Linked DNA regions of Danio rerio: region 2 is linked to region 1. Evidence: chromatin contacts called from public Hi-C data. All regions are on one chromosome and are shown on one strand. Each heading gives the region's core, a stretch centred on a gene start, on an enhancer-like site or on the middle of the called end of the contact. The rest is flanking DNA. Distances are from core to core; before and after follow the strand shown.

Region 1 (3,815 bases), core at 540-3,039:
TCAAGAATAGTCACACGGAAAGTCTGCATGGTCACACCTGGAGCAAAATCCAAGTTACGGCTGATTCCCACATAATCCAGACCCGCTGGGAAGGAGAGGAAAGGTTGGTGGAGATGTTCATTACGGAAGATAAATACATGTGCATGACTGATTACTTTACAATGTTACATTATATATTTCTTATTTAAAAAATCAGACATAAGCAGCTATTGTTTTTGACAACTCTGACACTCTTTACCTTCTGCTGAAACAGGATCAGTCCTTCTGGAGCGAACCGTGACAGTGGCTGTTTTTGAAAGGTCAGTTCCAGTTCTCCATACTTTCACCTCCACATACCCATAACTCTCATCCACTGTGTACTCGGTTTCCCCAAAATAGAATGATGGCTCTGTTACAAAGGAAATAATCAGTCAACTGTTTTTAGCAGTTTTAATGAATGTTCCCTATTTTTCTTATGATTTGTTATCATGTAAATTAAAAATAATTTTCTTAGACCAGTCTGAGACTAGTAATAAAAAAAGTTCCTTTTAATTATATATTTTTCTAAATTAATATGCATTGTTTTTTGTCACGTTATATGATCAGCATAAAAAGTTGTTCAATTGAATTGATTAAATTTCAGCATTTGATGCACTCTTGTTTGCTCTAAGGATGGTAGTAATCAAGTTTACAGCACAAGTTGATGATCCATGTCATTCAGAATGACTTGATACTTTTTCCAAAAATGTCATGTGGTTTATTGGAACCACGATTTGTACTTTTATGCCAAATTCATTGCGATCAGTGGTTACTAATAATACTTGTATTGCATATTTTTCTTAGTTTTAATTACTTTTAAACCTTAAAACTGTATTTTGTTTTATGTTTAAATAACATTTTCATTGTGGACTTTAATCAGACTTGAATATATAAGAAAATAAGTGCCCTCATTAGGTAGCTAAAATGAGATTTAAGGCTATTGTTTTCAAAACCTTCAAGAGATCCTCTTACAAAGAGTTGTTCTGACCCATTAGTGCTTCAGACAAAGATCTGGATCTGCCATCACCTCCAAGACAGCACAGGAAACCTACCATCATTACCAACGTCTCATCTGAGTGATGAAACGTCATCTCTGAGTCTACTTCAGTCAAGATTCACTTGGGTAAGTGATTATGTTTGCGTGTGTTAGTTTGGGAGGTCTGAAAGGCTTCTAGAGCAATATCAGTATCAGCCCAAGATAAATGAATGCTGGGGGAAAAGGGCTTTTTTGGGGCTGGGGGTAGAGGCCATAAGTTTGAGGGACCATACAAAGAAAAAGAGGGAAGTGACACCTCCATAGACAGCAAGTCAGAGACACAACAAAAAGATTCCAACTCTGGCTGGCATCCAGACCACAAGTCTATCCAACAGTGTTCCCATCCCCCCTACAACTAGACACAAATATACTACCAGGCCATTCCAGACCCACCAAGACGCTAAGCTACAATCTGCACATTAATCTTCAATAGCTGCTTCTGAAAAATAGAGTCTAGGCATGCACTTACATTATTTACACATAAATATCTTCTGGGGTAATTTCCCAAATTGTGGAGGATGGAAGTGCTTTTGACTACTAGACTGTTTAAGAGTCAGGTAAAACACCTCTTTAATAGTGACACACTGAACATATGAGAAATGTCAAGATGTAAATTTTGGTTCAGGACATTAAATTAGAATATAAGAATTAGCAGATGGCAACCTATTGCTTCCACCAAGCTCTTTTGAGTTGTGCACACAAATCCTAAATCCTGCATGGACAGGATGTTCAGAAACCTTTTTCAGTGACGTCACTGAGGATCATGGGTCATTACAGAGGTCGTAGGGGCCTCAATTGTGCTCTCTCAACTTGTTTTGGGTTATTGAGTTACCATTCTGACAAGAACAACAGTGGTATGACCACAAAGTAAAGATTGATTGTTTTGTGGCAAGTTATCCTTTCAAAGCAAGTATAATAAAAAAAGACAAGCGAAATTAAGTATAGGTAAGATTTGTTAATGGTTTTGTGTCTTTACAAGGATAAAGACGTCACTTTTAAACTCTAATGACATGAAAGAACTTGTTTGTATTATTGAGAAAATACAGAATACAGTTGGACTGACTTGCAGTTCTACTGTATGAGTATAGGAATTGTTCAATAAAATAATAAGTGTGACCACAAATACGTTTACATTGTGAAAAAAATAAAAACACCTGATAAAAGACATGTTTTCTGAACATCGGATCAGCTTTTTTTTAAAATAAAAATAACGACTGCAGGAAATGTGAATAAATTGCATTTTAAATACATTAAAATAAAAAAAGCAGAAAAGTTATTTTAAATTTTAATATATTAATATTTTTTATCAAATAAATGCATCTTGTGTGAGCATTGTAGATATTATATTCAAAAACCCCTTTTGATCCTTAAACTTTGGAATGGTAGATATAGCCGACTCACCATCATCATTATCAGCCAAGATGACCACTTTGGTGCTGGGGAACTTGGCTCCTAATTGGCCACCCATAGGCATACTGAGGGACACATTAAAGGTCTCTTCTTTCTCATAAAGGGAGTCGTCAATGATTATAATGCGACATGACTTTTCCTGCTCATCCTTGTCAAAACGCAAAATACTGGTGTAGTCCTCGGGTCGTGTGATGTAGTCTGAATAGGAGAGCACGGTGCTGGGGGTGGTTCCTGTTGCACTGCCTGTAAAAGAAGGATATCTTCTTTTTATACAAAGAGACTTTTAGTTGTCAATATGTCAGAATTAGGCATGGGTCGATATAACATATTGACGTCATGATAACCTTGAATAAAAAATACCACGTTTTCACTGGATCACGGTATTATGATTACTGCACAAAAATAAGTTATTTTAAATGTCTGGGTAAAACAAAACAAAACAAAACAAAACAAAAATACTTTTTTCCCTATTAAACACAATTTATTTTATTTTAAGAAACATTTATAATATTTTGGAGCAGTAAACATGTCAGGCTAAATGGTTAAAATTAATCACTGACTTGTGACACGCACGCACGCACGCACGCATGCACGCACACACACACACACACACACACACACACACACACACACACACACACAAACACATACACACACACACACAAACACATACACACACACACACATACACACACACACACACACACAAACTTAAGACTTAAGACACATTATTCACATAATTGTAAAGTTTTATAAGTTTTAATAAGATTTCTGAGTTATCATAGGAGTCAAAAACTAAGGCATATTGTATTTTCATATTGTACCTTGATGTGTGTAACAAAGAACCATCAATTCTTGGCTGACGTCTCCTGATCTGTGAACTGGGACTAATAGTTCTCCTATGTCCTCTTCTATTTGATATTCTGCTTGTGGGAAGAACACTGTAGACTCTGGAAAGAGATACATTCACATGTTAAAATGTAGGCAAATATAATGGAACATTTTAATATTAATGTAATAAGATTAGATCAATTTTATTTCAAAATGATTAGTGTTATTTCAGTTGTTTCTATCTACAGTAGTTGCTTCCATTCTTCTGAGAAAACGAGATACTTCATTTTGATGCACACACTCTGGAACCAGCACTATAGGCCTATGTATTATACAAAACATTGACAAATGAAGAAATTGTTACGTATTATGTAATTACCATCATCAGGATCCACAATCTCCACAGTGGCTTTGTCAGGGTATTCAAGAACAGCCATTACTGGCTCTGAGAGCTGGATTGCAAAAACCTCTGAAGTTTCAAACTCTTTGTCTGTGAAAATCTTCACCTTCCAGGTTGCAG
Region 2 (3,815 bases), core at 704-3,203, 270 kb after region 1:
TGGTTCATTTCGCTGTGGCAACCCCAGATTAAAGGGACTAAGCGGACAAGAAAATGAATGAATGAACAATAAACAGCTGCGGTGATCATAGACGCAAAGGAGAAAATTCGCTCTGGAGACATCTAGAAGTATCGCTTTAACAGCCAAGAGGAGAGGAAATGTTCCCTCGCGGTAGTAGGTCAAATACCCACAGTGAGAAGGAGAGTGAGAGAGACAAAGATGGAGTTTACCTTCTTTTTCTCAATCGCAGTGAAATAGGGGCTTTGCTGTACCTTCAGTGACAGTGTAAGTAGTTGAAGCATTTTTTTTTTTACTCGCTGTCGCCTCCCTCAGCATAGTAAGCTACCGCAATATAGTGCATATCAGATAAATGACATCAATACGTAATAACCGGTTATGATCTATTGCTAAACCGATACCAAACTGTCCACATCTTGGTGTACCGAAGAAACAATTCATTTTGACACCCCTGAAGGCAACCCAGGGTGCTGAAATATAATTGTCTGGACATAAGGGCATAATTAAAACCTTGGATTTGGTCACAAGTTTTTTTTTTTCACTTTGTGCACTTGAATACATAACATTTATTTTAAGGGGAAGTGTCTAATTACTGAAAACTACTCCATATTGCACTCCCTCAATAGCGCCTGACATCAGTACTGCTTAGTAAAATACTGACCTCTGGTGGAAAGATGTTCTCTAACCCTTTATCAAGATGTTTCAATGAAACCCTTTATCTCATAGATCTCATGTTATCTGAATTCTGCATTCAAGAGTACAGAAATCATAGACAAGCTGACAATAAAACATTAAGGAAATAAAGAATAAAATATAAGACTTGCTTTTATGCTGAAAGCACTGGCAGAAGTGGGAATGGGCAGCTGCATCCAGACTCTTAAACTTGTAGACTACTCAATTCAAGTTCACCACAGCAGGTGTCACATTGGACCTTCACAGGAAAAGAGAGAGTACTCCAAACCCTGGAACTACTTACGGGACAGCCGAGAACAAAGGAATGAAATGGGGGAACATAGAGCCACGTCGAATAATTCTGACCACAATGCCTGGAGAGGGGAAAAAATTCCACAAACTCACCACAAGAAACGCGATAAAACCTGCTCTTTTTCATTCAAAGCTGTCAGAAAGCATCTATACAAAGGACACAAACAGAAAACATTTCAGATAAAAGGTTCCAGGCCCCTTTTTATGAAGCAGACCTCACACCAAGTTGTATGTAATTCCTACCAGAAACTGGTTTATTTACCGAAAAATAAGATTTAACGCCAAGCTTGGCACTACAAATAATAAGCAAACAAGTGGAGGAAGCTACGAGAGGAAAGGAGGGAGTGAAAATCAACCTGGGGAGGAAAAGAAACGCACACAGCGGTGGAAAGTTTCTCTCTGTCTTTCTAGTTATTTTTCTCAGTTCTGTTTATGTGACACTTGGGCAGAGCGAAAGGGCGGACACTTGTGCTAATGTAACACTGCTTGCTGCTATTGCTGCTAAGTTAAGTGAAAATAATTAATATGTAAATCTAATTTGGACATCTGCAGCTCCAGCAACTCTTTGGCCACATCTATTTAGGAATTCAGCCCTCAGCTCGGCTTTCATTATATAAAAAAACAATATTACCATTTTCCAAGCAGCTGAGTAATGAGTAGAAGGCCTGCAAAGAGCCAATGACAATACAGAGCTGAGGGGAGTTGGAGGGTGGAGGGATGATAGTGTAACCCGCCACCCACGTTGCTGAAAAGAGCGCACGCTCAAAACACAGGCACTGAACTATAAAACCACACAGACCCCTGTATTACTCGTGCTGTCCCATTCACTTAGGGTGATCACAAACAGCCTTTTTCATCCTCAAGACTTTCCACGATTACTGCTGCACTACAAGTTTCCCGGTGGGGACTGGTCTCCGGCACGCACCCACTCTGTGAGACGTAACGCGCTGTTTCCGAGAGCTTAGCCTAGTGATTGAAGTGGCCACCTGCCCGGTTATAGAAGAAAGTACTACAAGTCTTAAGCATTTCCTGAAAGTCCTGAAAGTACGTCCTGTTGTGACACTAAGGCTTGTAATGTGGACATTTTAACCCTATATTGCACAGCCTAAAAACCTACACTTAAGTGGGTCAAAATCTTATATTCTTATATATTCTTATATATTCAATATTCTTTTTTTGGTAAAACAAAAAGCACTTGAATCTAAAAGCACAAATAATCAACATTAGTAAAAAAAATTTTGTTCAAATTTCACTCTGCTATATTAAGCAGTGATCCATGCATGTTATTGTTGTTTTTGAATAGTGAAAATGTAAAGTGTGTCTGAACCTTTAAATGTAATGGATAAATGAACCCTACTAAATTATATTTTTGTGTGCTTGTTTTTCTTTTATTTAACTGAACTTTTTAAAAAAATATGAATTGTATTGAAGAAAATATCAAATAAAATGATAAATATAGAGTAAAACAAAAAAGCTAAGTTTCCAATTCCAAACAAATGTGGTAAATTAAAAGGCATATCTTGTGTGGTTTTAAACTTTTATGAGTTTATCATCAAATGTGTTGGTCAAATATTTAGTTACCATTTGCTCATCCCTCACTTGTTCAAAACTTAATTGAGTTTCTTCTAAGGCTAGGCGATGTGGCAAAAATGCAATCTCGATAATTATTTTCCATACTGAACAATAGCGATATATCTTTCGATAAACTGTAAGTTGTTAATGCTTCCAGATTTAAAAGCGTACAATGACTGAAGCCAGACTAATTGGAGGGTCCATTAAATGGTATAACATATTTTTGGCTGATAAATTTTTGATGATACATCTTTAATATCAGCACACTTTTAACTTGCCATTGTTGCACATTTCTGCTTTGTGATTGGCTCTTAGACCAATATAGAGTGAAAAGTGCAGGGCTTATCGTTGTTATTAACATAAATTTCATCACAATTCGATATAATATCATTTATCGGCCCAGCCCTAGTTTCTTTCTCATTTTTTAACTCGAATGAAAGTACTCTGAAGAATGCCGGCCACTGACACCCATCAACTTCCATAGTAGGGAAAGTTACAATGGGAGTTAATAGGTGCCAGGTACAAGCATATTTCAAAATATTTTCTTTTGTGTTAAAAAAGAATGAAGAAATTCCAAATATCACATGTAAGATCTACTAGATTTTTTAATCAGTTGGGTTAGTTTGAACACTTTATGTAAACTCAAGAAACCAAGTCGTTATCTTTTGAAAGACCAAATCATGTCATCTAAATAATTAGTGATAAAGGACAAAAAGCAAGTTGCCTTGAACTCTAGCACACACCATATTTTAAACCACACTGAACTGAGCTAAACTGCACTGAACTTAAACACTAAAAACTGAACTACTCTGTTCCAATTACTATGACCATTTATGTGAAGCTGCTTTGACACAATCTACATTGTAAAAGCGCTATACAAATAAAGCTGAATTGAATTTAATTAAATTGAACATATTATTTAAGAGGGAATCCAGACATCCACAAAGTCTACTATTGAGCTAATAATCATTCCTTTAAAAAAAAAACACAGACCTGCAACTTGTGAAGCGGTCACACCGGCCTGAATATGAAAGCTGTAATGATGTAAGATTTGTTCACAGAGCACAATGCCACAAGGATTATCCAGCAAGAGCAGGAAAGATTTTCAAACTAATCTAGAATGGTATGCTTCTTTGATGTTCAGTTTACCTTTTTGTGCCAGGATGTACTGTACAGCAGGGCTGGCCAGTATATCATGTCTTAGAGATATATCAATATTTTTTTTCAACCCAATACGGGAT

What was found. A called contact is a pair of places that touch in the nucleus more often than the background predicts.
Region 2: a Hi-C map of an unstated tissue shows a contact between it and region 1, with 2.7 times the contacts expected there. The contact joins two enhancer-like sites. A contact is called at or near these places in 5 of 18 Hi-C or Micro-C datasets (caudal fin, embryo, fibroblasts and 1 more).

The regions. Positions count from the first base shown.
Region 1 is chr1:38,763,147-38,766,961 of GRCz12tu, forward strand. It overlaps frem3 (Fras1 related extracellular matrix 3), which reads right to left. Exons shown (of 24, transcript NM_001137659.1): 4 at 3,675-3,815; 5 at 3,289-3,414; 6 at 2,456-2,707; 7 at 239-388; 8 at 1-85. It also overlaps a transcript of hhip not described here. Among named protein-coding and RNA genes, the nearest start is that of frem3, 21 kb to the right of the region's middle. Within about 2 kb of position 1,790, at least 16 of the 62 cell types and tissues checked have an H3K27ac peak or open chromatin away from gene starts, as enhancers often do.
Region 2 is chr1:39,031,383-39,035,197 of GRCz12tu, forward strand. No RefSeq gene overlaps it. Among named protein-coding and RNA genes, the nearest start is that of si:ch211-194g2.4, 13 kb to the left of the region's middle. Within about 2 kb of position 1,954, at least 5 of the 62 cell types and tissues checked have an H3K27ac peak or open chromatin away from gene starts, as enhancers often do.